Linked DNA regions of Mus musculus: region 2 is linked to region 1. A link is a contact called in public HiChIP or PLAC-seq data. All regions are on one chromosome and are shown on one strand. The core of a region is the stretch at or near the end of the contact, and the rest is flanking DNA. Distances in the headings are between cores, read along the strand shown. Region 1 has its middle 67 kb from the start of Pdp1. Region 2 has its middle 6.4 kb from the start of Gm35884.

Region 1 (5,336 bases), core at 566-3,065:
TGTGTGCCACAGCACGTGTGTGGAGGTCAGAGGAACACTGGGCACCAAATCAGGTTACTGGGTTTATGTAACAAGTGCGTTTGTCCACTAAGCCCTCTTGCCAGCCTCTCTCTTCTCTGGTTTATTGGCTTTCAAACTATCCATTGAATTTCATCGATACAAAACCATATATGTGTATGTTTAAATTCTGAAGTAGCATTTGTTTTCAAGTATTATAGAACCATAGTAAAGTAGAGAAAGTTTCCACATATTCATATTCCAGCTTCCCCAATGTGACCCTATAGTGACCCTATAATAATGCAGTGTTGGATAAAGATATTGATTGGTACCGTGCTGATATGGTACAGATTTCAAAGGGTTTGAATACATTCATATCATCAGTCTCTTTGTATATAGTTGTGATGGCATATATTAAAACTATAGGTTCATATAACGACCACCATAAGTATCATACAGAGTTGGCCCACCACTACAAAAGAACTCCTCCATGCTGCCCCTCACTGCCTCTTCATGCAGCTGTAATTGCCCTCCCTTCTCTTCTCTCCTAGTAACTACTTATCTCCCATCTTTCTCTAACTGGCTGCAGCTTTGAGAGATGAACATTAAAAACAAAACAAAACAAAACAACAATGCACAGCACCTGTGGCCCTCGGAGACTGATCCTTTCCCTTAGCACTGTGATTTAAAGCTCAGTCTGAGCCACGTGCATCTCAGCTTACCTGATTTCATCTCTAAGTAGTGTTGCTTGTATAACTAGAGGTTGTTTTGTCCTCCCATTGATGGACAGCTGTGATATGTCTGGGATTTGTGAGGTTGCACAGAGCCGCACAAACAGCGAGGCGACATTTCTGTATGGAAAAGGTGATCGTCATTGTGTCTTTTAATTTTCTAGACCCACAGCTGATTTATAGGATGGCTGTACCATTTTACACTGTCACCTGCATTATCCTAGAGATCTAGTGTCTCTGCATCCTTGTCAGCATTTAGCGTTGTCAGAGGATTTTATTTTGCATGTTAACCATTCTCTCAGGCATCTGATTGTTTCTCACATGGGTTTGAGCTGTATTTCTCTAAGAACCAGAGATACTGGTTCTCCTCAAGTGTTCCTTTGATATCTTTCTACTATTTCCTAACCAGGCTGTTTTCTTGCTGTTGGATTTAGGAAACTCTTTATATATTTTGGATACAAGTGGCCTGTGAGATATGTGGTATGCAGGTATTTTTTTCGGCTAGAGACTTTCAGCTTGTGCTTAGTTTTGATTTCTAAAAGTTCTACTACATTCCATTCCCAAACTCAGCCCTATCAATTCTTCAGAAACTCTCCCACTCTCCCCCTTAAGTCCCACTTAAAAGCCTTTCTTAAAAAATTAATTCACCTTTATTAATTATAGCATTTAAAGCTCTGAATATGCCCTCTGTGCCTGTTGTTGATTCTCCTTCCTTTGATGACTCCCTCCTGTGCTTTGTTATTTTCCAGTATCAATCTGCCTTTGTTGGAGTGTAATCTTAGAAACCCTGCAGAGCCTACCTGGGGAGGTGGCAATGGCATTCTGCAAGGGAAGTGTTGCATTTGCTCAGCTGGCAGCCGCAAACACCACATCTTGTGCTTTGACACCTACGGAAAATTTGCAGGATGCCACAGTCAAGAATTTATACACCAGAGGGTGTTGGGAATATCTTTAACGTGCCTCTGAAGATGAAGTTTTTTGTTCATTTGTTTTGAATTCTGCACTGCATCCTCTGCCTGAAACGTTGCGTTTCAGTTCTGATTTCCTGCCTCCAGGGCCTGACTTATCTGCTGTTTCCAGGCAGGCAGGGCTCTGCAGGCGGGGCTCTGCAGGCGGGGCTCTGCAGGCACGCCCCTTCCTGTGGCATCTCCAGCTCATTTCAGTCTCACTGGTTTTTATTTCTCCCGTTATTGTTACCGCCTGTGGGTTTTCTGAGCTCATCTCTTTGTCTAAAAAAAAAGTATGTCATTAAAAAGAATAACTGTATAAATACCTGTCTTAGTTTATCTAGCACTCCTCATATTTAGTACCAGAGGAGTTTTTAAATTATCTAGATGACTAGTTTGCCTAATAACTATTTGTAACAAAAGCTTACAAAACCACATACTAATTCCTATAGTTAGGCAGGGCCTGTTAATATGATGAATATGCAAGGCCTTGCTTGGCTAATATTATGACAGCTTGATGCAGGCTAAAATCATTTGAGAGAAAAGAACTTCAGTTGAGGAAATCCTTCCGTAAGTTTAGGCTATAGGCAAGCCTATAAGATAATTTCTTAGTGATGGATTTAAGTAGGGCCACCCTTGGCTGGTGGTCCCGGGTTCTGTAAGAAAGTAGGCTGAGCAAGCATGATGAACAAGCTAGTAAGCAGCAGCCCTCCATGGCCTCTGCATCAGTTCCTGCCTCCAGGATCCTGCCCTGTTTGAGTTCCTGTTCTGACTTCCTTTGATGATGGGCTACCACAAGGAAATATAAGCTAAATAAACCATCTTCTCCCCAGCTTTCTTTAAGTCATTGTGTTTAATCACAGCAATAGTTACCAGGATAATGGGGTATTGCTGGGACAGACCTGATCCTGTTTTTATTGAGAGGATTGTAGAAGGACTTCAGAAGTTTGGCCTAGAAAGTCATTGAGCGTTGATGGCTCAGTGGGCTATTCTATGGAAGCTTGAAGATAAGAATGTTTAGAGCAGTACAGATGATGGAGGTCTGGCTTGTGAACTTTCAGAGAGAAGTAAAATGCTTCATTTATTTTTGATCTTATAGAATCTCACAGTTGAAAGATTTTGAACTTTTAAAGAGATTTTTTTTTTGAATTTTTAAGAGACGTTACATTTTAAAAGAGATAATATTTTAAAGAGGCTGATTTTTTTTTCAGTGTTTAAATTGTTAAAGAATTTTAAGATTTGGGATTTTTATAGTGGGATGATAATATTAATGTGTGATCTTGGGAATGAACTGGAAAGAGTGATGTATTTGTGTGTGGAGCCAACCAAGAGTCAATTGTGTTGGTTAGTTTTATGTCACCTTGACACAGATAGAGTCTTCTGAGAGAAGGGAACCTCAGGTGAGGAAAGCTTCCATAGATGTGTCTTAAGGCAAGCCTGTAGGGCAGTTTCCATAGATATGGCTTAAGGCAAAGCCTGTAGGGCAGTTTCTTAATTAGTGACTGATGCCTGTGATGACTATTTTTGGTTGTCGACTTGACTACGTTTGGAACTAAAAGGCAAAAATAGAGGGAATAGGAGTGAGGAAGTTTTGCTTAATTTGAAGTAGGGAGATATCTGGGTCTTTGCGGTAGAAAGAAATACCTTTAATCCAGATTTTGAGGCAGGAAGACATATCTTTAATCCAGATATTTAATCCTGATCTAATGTACACATGCCTTCTACAGGAAGCCTAAATAAGGACATGGAAAAGGGAAGTTTTTGTTCTTTGCCTGCTTGCTCTCGCCTTGCTATCAAGTCCATTCCTTCAGTGGCATTAGAGCCTATTTCTCTGGGTTTCAGCACATACAGAAAACCAGCTGAGACAACATCCAGCCTTGTGAACTGAGCAACTACTGGATCCTTGTACTTTCCATTCTCAGCCAGCCATTGTGGCATTAGCTGAACTAATCCAACAATGCAACGTGTAAGTTGTCCTGTGTGTGTGTGTGTGTGGATAGATAGATAGATAGATAGATAGATAGATAGATAGACAGATAGACAGATATCCATTCTATAAATTCTATCACTCTAGAGAAACCTGACTAGTACAATGTGGGAGGTGCCCAGACCATTGTGGGTGGGGCCAGTGCTGGGCTGGTGGTCCTGGGTTCTGTAAGAGAGCAGGCAGAGCAAGCACTTCAAAGTAAGCCAGTGAGCAGCAACCTTCCATGACTTCTGCCACAGCTCCTGCCTCCAAGTTCCTGCCCTGTATGAGTTTCTGTCCTGATTTCCTTTGACTAGACTACATTGTAGAAGTGTAAACCAAAAAAAAATCCCTTTTGTCTCCAACTTGCTTTTGGTCATGGTGTTTAACCACAGCAACAGTCACCCTGACTAGGACAGTCACCACAGTCTCTTTCTAAGCCTAAATCACGTTCCACTTCTTTGCTCCAGTCTAATTTCTTAAATCATTCACATTTCTTGAGTCTTTTTACTATTTAAGTTATAGTCGCTACATATTCCTCTCAGCCATCCCTGGGCCTACGCTCCTCTTGGAAGAGAATCAAACCAGAGAAAAATGATAGAGAAAACATTTAACCATCTGAGGCAGTGGTTCTCAACCTTCCTAAAGTTGTGACCCTTTAATACAGTTCTTCATGCTGTGGTTTCCCCAGCCATTAAATTACTGTTGTAGCTACTTCATAACTGTAATTTTGCTACTGTTTCCACACTATTATCATAATGTAAATATTTGTAGTTTCTGATGGTATTAGGCAACCCCTGTGAAAGGGTTGTTTGACCCACAAAGGGATCAGGACCTACAGGCTAAGAACTGCTGATCTAAGGAGTACCCAGGAAACTGGAGTGAATGTTGAGATGGTTTGTGTATACTTGGGCCAGGGAATGGCACTATTGGGAGGTATGGCCTTGTTGGAGTAGGTGTGTCACTGTGGGTGTGGGCTTAAGACCCTCATCCTATCTGCCTGGAAGTCAGTCTTCAACTAGGATCCTTCAGATGAAAATGTAGAACTCTCATGTCTGCCTGCACCATGCCTGCCTAGATGCTGCCATGCTCCCACCTTGATGATAATGGACTGAACTCCTGAACCTGTAAGTCAGCCCCAAATGTATGTTGTCCTTTATAAGACTTGCCTTGGTCATGGTGTCTGTTCACAGTAGTAAAACCCTAACTAAGACAGATGTGAATACATTAAGAGTGTTCACAGATGCGTGAGTGAGGATAGCATTAAGGAGGAAACCAGTGGTTGTCATCTAGAAAAATTTAAAAAAAATACCAGGGGCAAGAATTTGATAGTGTTTCTCCATTTGGGGACAAGGTTGAAGAGATCTAGTCTAGGACTTCCAGTCCCAGGATCATTTGCTATGCTTCCCTGGAGCCTGAATCAAAATGCCTTTGGATATGCTTTCTCAAATCAACAGCAGGCAAAAAACTGTCTGATGAAAACTTTCCTTGCTCGGGTGTTCTGCATGGCAGACATGACATTTTGGTCTCTGAGAACAAATTTCTTTCTTGTAATTACTAAGCTGGCATTCTGGTTTGCATATGCTTCCTGCCCGGACTATTACTGATACAAGGTCAAGGTTAGTGTTTGTCCAGCTAAGGAACAGACTGAAGATAGGTCAAGGGCAGTTGACCGGCCTCCAAGCTTTGGATAGC
Region 2 (5,624 bases), core at 1,429-3,928, 220 kb after region 1:
TCTGCTCCGAACTTTGTCTCTGTAATTCCTTCCATGGGTATTTTGTTCCCCCTTCTAAGAAGGATCGAAGTATCCACACTTTGGTCTTCCTTCTTGAGTTTCATGTGTTTTGCAAATTGTATCTTGGGTATTCTGAGCTTCTGGGCTAATATCCACTTATCAGTGAGTGCATATCATGTGTGTTCTTTTGTTATTGAGTTACCTTACTCAGGATGATATCCTCCAGATCCATCCATTTGTCTAAGAATTTTATAAATTCATTGTTTTTTTATTGCTGAGTAGTAATCCACAGTGTAAATATATCACATCTTCTGTATCCATTCCTCTGTTGAGGGACATCTGGGTTTTTTCCAGCTTCTGGCTATTATAAATAAGGATGCTATGAACATAGTGGAGCATGTGTCCTTATTACCAGTTGGAACATCTTCTGGGTATATGCTCACGAGAGGATATTCTTGGATCATCCAGTAGTACTATGTCCTATTTTCTGAGGAACCGCCAAACTGATTTCCAGAGTGGTTGTACCAGCTTGCAATCCCACCAACAATGGAGGAGTGTTCCTCTTTCTCCACATCCTCGACAACAACTGCTGTCATCTGAGTTTTTTACCTTAGCCATTCTGACTGGTGTGAGGTAGAATCTCAGGGTTGTTTTGATTTGCATTTCCCTGATGATTAAGGATGTTGAACATTTTTTAGATGTGTGTGCCTCAGCCATTCGATATTCCTCAATTGAGAATTCTTTGTTTAGCTCTGTACCCCATTTTTAAATAGGGTTATTTGGTTTCTGGAGTCCAACTTCTTGAGTTCTTTATATATATTCGATATTAGCTCCCTATCAGATTTAGAATTGGTAAAGACCTTCTCCCAATCTGTCCAAGGCAACTCTTACAAAAACAATATTTAGTTGGGGCCAGATTACAGGTTCAGAGATTTGAGTCCAGTATCATCAAGGTGAGAGCAGGACAGCATCTAGGCAGGCATGGTGCAGGAGGAGCTGAGAGTTCTACATCTTCATCTGAAGGCTGCTAATAGAAGACTGACTTCCAGGAAGCCAGGAGGAGGGTGTTAAACCCACACCCACAGTGACACACCTACCCCACAGGGTCACACCTTCTAAGAGTGTAACTCTCTTAGCTAAGCGTACACAAACCATCACGGAGGGGTTAAAAACTGTTGGTAAATAATAAAATCAATTTCCAAAAGAGAAGGAAATACAAGGTTCTTTCCAGCTTCTTACTATTATAAATAAGACGGCTATGAACATAGTGGAGCATGGTTCCAAGAGCTCAAAAAAAAAAAAAAATGGTCCAGAAAAATTTCGTCTTCTGTATCATACAAGGTCGCATCATTGTAAAATTTATGGTCTGTTTGTCCTGAGACAGTGGAGGTCGGGTAGGAAGCGTGAGAATTAGCTTGGTGTCACTGCATCCGCAGCAATGGGGGCTGGCATTGACTCCCCGTTAGGGGAAACATTGTTTTGAACACACTATTCAGTACCTGGCCCAACTCTCAGTGAAATACTACATGAGAAGAATGACATGAGGTCACGCATGAGAACAGCAGGAGCCTCCCCTGCAGCCACTCAGCCACTTCAGAACGCACTTCCTGTAAAAGCCACTGGTTACGCAGGAGAAAATCCTCCAGGGATAGAGGAAAACAGGGAGGTGGCCCAGTAAGCTCATTTATTTAAACCTGGGATGATAGTCTCCTCGATGCTCAGGAGGTAACAAGTCAGAATTAAAACAATAAATCAGAGAGTTCTGAGAATGGGTCTTTCAGAAGTAAATTCACATTAGTAGTCAGAGTAAGCCACTGGGTGTTCTATATAATATGAATTTATATGCTTCTTTTGTCCACAAAGGGGAAAAAAAGGACAAACAAACCCTTTACAGAGAAAGAATTTAGAAGAAGTACCAACCTAAAATATAATGTTTTCAAGCAATTGTTGAGCATATGAGAAAGGAGAAGCTGGCTATCACGACAAGGACATTTTCTTTCTGTCATTCCATTTTGGACATATGACTACAATTCCTTCCAACTGCAGGTTGGTGTGATGCATAAATTAAACTTACCTGACTCATAACATTGTAAGCACTTTTATTGGTGGCCCATTCTTATTATAAAGCAAGATAATACAGGAAATGATGGGAGGGGTAAGATGGTGGTTGAGTAAGAGCCTCCAATGATCACCTCTCCCAGAGAAGAGCCCGTTTGAACAGTGTGAATAACACCCCAAACTACCTTCACAAATGCTAAGGAAGTCCGGTGAGAGACTACAGTGCCTGGTTGTGGTATAATTTACAAAGAGGTAAAGGGTAGGGAGACAGAAGGGAAGAGTTGCCTCTTAACCCCTAACTAAGCAACCCAGCATGGTGATACTTCCTCAGTACTTAAGGCAGAAATTACATCCAGGGCTTCAACGTGCCAGAAAGAGTCTCACAAACCCTGTGATAGCGGGGCAGCTAACTTTTTCAAACACCCTTCTAATAATCTCTGTCAGCAGAAGGGGAAGCCGCTCAAGAAAGCCAGCACTATATGGGTCTTCATGGAGTAGGAGCTCACGATGTGGCGAAGTTCTGCAGCCTTACTGACCACACCCACGGCACAGGAACCATGGCCAGTGCCTTCAGTGTGAGTCTCCCAGAGCCAGGCTGACTCTTCAGCTAAGCACGGGTCACGGACTATGGATGAGCTCTCTGGGCATGCGCTGATTCCAAGGCGAGGCTAGTGAGAGCAAATGATCAGTTCTAGGTTCTTCTGTTTTGAAGACTTGGGATATGCCTGAGCTTAAGTTAGCCTCTAATGCTGAAACACTGAAGTCAGACTTGAAGCAGAACTGGCCTGAGACTGCCATCTAATGTTGAAACAGAAACAACCACAGGATCAGATTCAACAAAGAGCCTGCTTGAAGTCCTGGAGAGCCAGGCATAAAAGAGTTAAGTTATAAAAGAACAACAAACAACAACAACAAAAACCCACTAATTCTTTGATACTGAAACAATGTTGCACACTAACAAGTGTCAAGCACTTTTAGGAAAACTTGATCCTACCTGTCAAAATAAGGACACTAAACTTCAACTCTATGGGAGACTTTCAAACTTAAGATAGCTATCTTTAGTTTTCAGAAAATTCAATAAACTTCAGGAAAACTGAAGAGATATGACTTAATATCACAACAGAGAAGTTAACAGAGAGACTGAAACTTTTCTTAAAAATCAAATAGAAATCCTTAAAGTAAAAACTACTCAGGACAGACTGAAAGCCTGACAGTGGAATATCACAGAGAAGAAAGATGCAGTGAGCCAAAACCAGGCTACTTGAAAATATACTGCTTGGGCTATTGGGATGGCTCAGTAGGAAAGGTGCTTGATACCAAGCCTAATGGCCTGAGGCCAAACCCTGGGACTGAGGCAGAGAAGAAGAGAACAGACTCCTGAGAGCTGCCTTCTGCCCGAGGAGCAAACCACAGCATGTGCACCAATACACATATACAACATACATACATACATACATACATACATGTAGATTTTTTAAAGAAAAAAAATATACAGGTGGAATGACTGGCCTCCAAAACTGTATGTCCTTTTAACTCATCTAGCAGTTCCCAGCAGGCACCCCTCCCCTGAGCTCCATATCCTGGCCAACAACCCCTGCAAAAGACTCCCATTCTACCTGAGACAATGCCAGTACTGAAAACCCCAGGAACCCCATGGACCTGGAACCACAGAGGCGACACAAGTATCTAAAACCCCAGAGGTCATACTGCCCACCAAAACCCCACTGGAGACACACTATTGGGCCTGAAGTTAACAGAAGAGTTAGCCAGAACTACAGGCCACTTAGGCCAGAAGACCAGAGAGAAAACAGAAAGCAGGGCGAAAACATCCAAAAAAAATCCACCCAACAAAGACAAAGTCAGAAATCAGCACATAAACCCATGACAACTCCAAACACAAACGACTAAAAGCCAGTGCAAGAACACAGTCAGCAGTGCCCAGGACAATAGGGCACCACCACAGCCCAGCTACCCTACTACAGCAAGCACGGGAGATTCCAACACAGCTGAAACTGAAAATGACCTTAAACCCAATCTTATGAAGATGAATGAGGCTCTTACGGAGGAAATGAACAAATCCCTTAAAAAATAATCCTGGAAAACACAAACAAACACTTGAAAAAAATGAATAAAACTGTTCAAGACCTGAAAATGGAAATAGAAACAATAAAGAAAACACAAACTGAGGGAATCCTGGAGATGGAAAATCTAGGTAAGTGAACAGAAGCTACACACTTAAGCGTCACCAACAAAATACAAGAGGTGGAAGAGAGAATCACAGTCATAGAAGATACAATAGAAGAAATTGATACACACGGTCAAAGAAGATGTTAAATCTAAAAAGTTTCTGACACAAAACATCTAGGAAGTCTGAGATTATGAAAAGACCAAATCTAAGGATAATACAAATGGAAGAAGGAAAAGATCCTCGCTCAGAAACCAGGAAAATATATTTAATAAAATTGCAGAGAAAACTTTTCCTAAACTAAAGAAGGAGAGGCCTATAAAGATACAAGAAGCTTACAGAACACCAAGTAGATTGAACCAGAAAAGAAAGTCCCCAGCCACATAATAATCAAAACACTAATAACATACAGAACAAAGAAAGAATATTAAAAGCTGTAAAGGAAAAAGACCAAGTACTATATAAAGGCAGATACATTAGAATTATAGCTGACTTCTCAACAGAGACTCTATAAGCCAGAAGGGCCTATACAGATGTCTTGCATACTCTAAGATACTACAGAGGCCAACCCAGACTACTATAGCCAGCAGAACTTTTAACTAATATAGACAAAACAAGATATTCCATAACAATGTCAAATTCAAACAGTATCTATTTACAAATCCAGGCCTACTGAAGGTACTAGAAGGAAAACGGAAATTATGTTATCTTTTATAAGCATAATGCTATAAAACTAGAAATCAATTACCAAAAAAAAGCTTTATAAACTACATAAATACATGGAAATTGAGCAACTTACTCATTAACACCAATAGATCAAAAAAGAAAGCCAAAGGTGATTGAAAAAATTTGGGGCCATTAATATGGTTCAGAAAGTTAAACTAATTATCATTAAGCCTAAAAACCTGAATTCAATATTCAGAACCCACACTGTAGAAGAATTGACTCTCCTAAGATCTCCTCTGACCTGTGACCTGTGACCTCTGAGCAATCCATAGCATGTACACGCACACATGCGTGTGCGTGTGTGTGTGTGTGCGCACGCGCGCGCGTGTATGTGCGTGTGTGTGTGTGTGTGTGTACATATATTTGCAGGCAATACCAAATGGACTCAGTAATCTGTGTGTATACATAATAATTAAGGAAAAGAGGCCATGAATTTGGGGGTTGGGATATGGGAGGACTTGGAAGGAAGAGAGGAAGGAGGAAGTGTTGTAAATATACTACTAGTATATGAAATTCTCAAAAATGTAAAATTAAAAAACAAAACTCTTAAAACAATGAAAGTAGAGACATAAATATAAAAATCTTCAACACACAGAAAAAGAAGTAATTGAGGGAAATTTATAGCAAGCAATACCTACAGAGAAAAAAAGGCTTC

Evidence for each region. HiChIP or PLAC-seq counts read pairs in DNA pulled down with a chosen protein or histone mark.
Region 2: a contact with region 1 is called in a BATF HiChIP or PLAC-seq map of CD8 T cells, with 10 read pairs. The contact joins two enhancer-like sites. A contact is called at or near these places in 15 of 39 promoter capture datasets (the 3T3-L1 cell line, the C10 cell line, HPC-7-derived erythroid cells and 10 more), 1 of 15 datasets of contacts at CTCF or cohesin (CD8 T cells), 10 of 484 Hi-C or Micro-C datasets (3T3-L1-derived adipocytes, B cells, CD8 T cells and 7 more), 2 of 115 datasets of contacts at active chromatin or transcription factors (CD8 T cells and heart atrium) and 1 of 9 other capture datasets (embryonic stem cells).

Annotation. Positions count from the first base shown.
Region 1 is chr4:11,896,665-11,902,000 of GRCm38.p6, reverse strand. No RefSeq gene overlaps it. Among named protein-coding and RNA genes, the nearest start is that of Pdp1, 67 kb to the left of the region's middle. Within about 2 kb of position 1,815, at least 96 of the 459 cell types and tissues checked have an H3K27ac peak or open chromatin away from gene starts, as enhancers often do. A contact at or near this core is called in CD8 T cells and effector CD8 T cells, where this site is marked.
Region 2 is chr4:11,679,780-11,685,403 of GRCm38.p6, reverse strand. No RefSeq gene overlaps it. Among named protein-coding and RNA genes, the nearest start is that of Gm35884, 6.4 kb to the right of the region's middle. Within about 2 kb of position 2,678, at least 33 of the 459 cell types and tissues checked have an H3K27ac peak or open chromatin away from gene starts, as enhancers often do. A contact at or near this core is called in CD8 T cells and effector CD8 T cells, where this site is marked.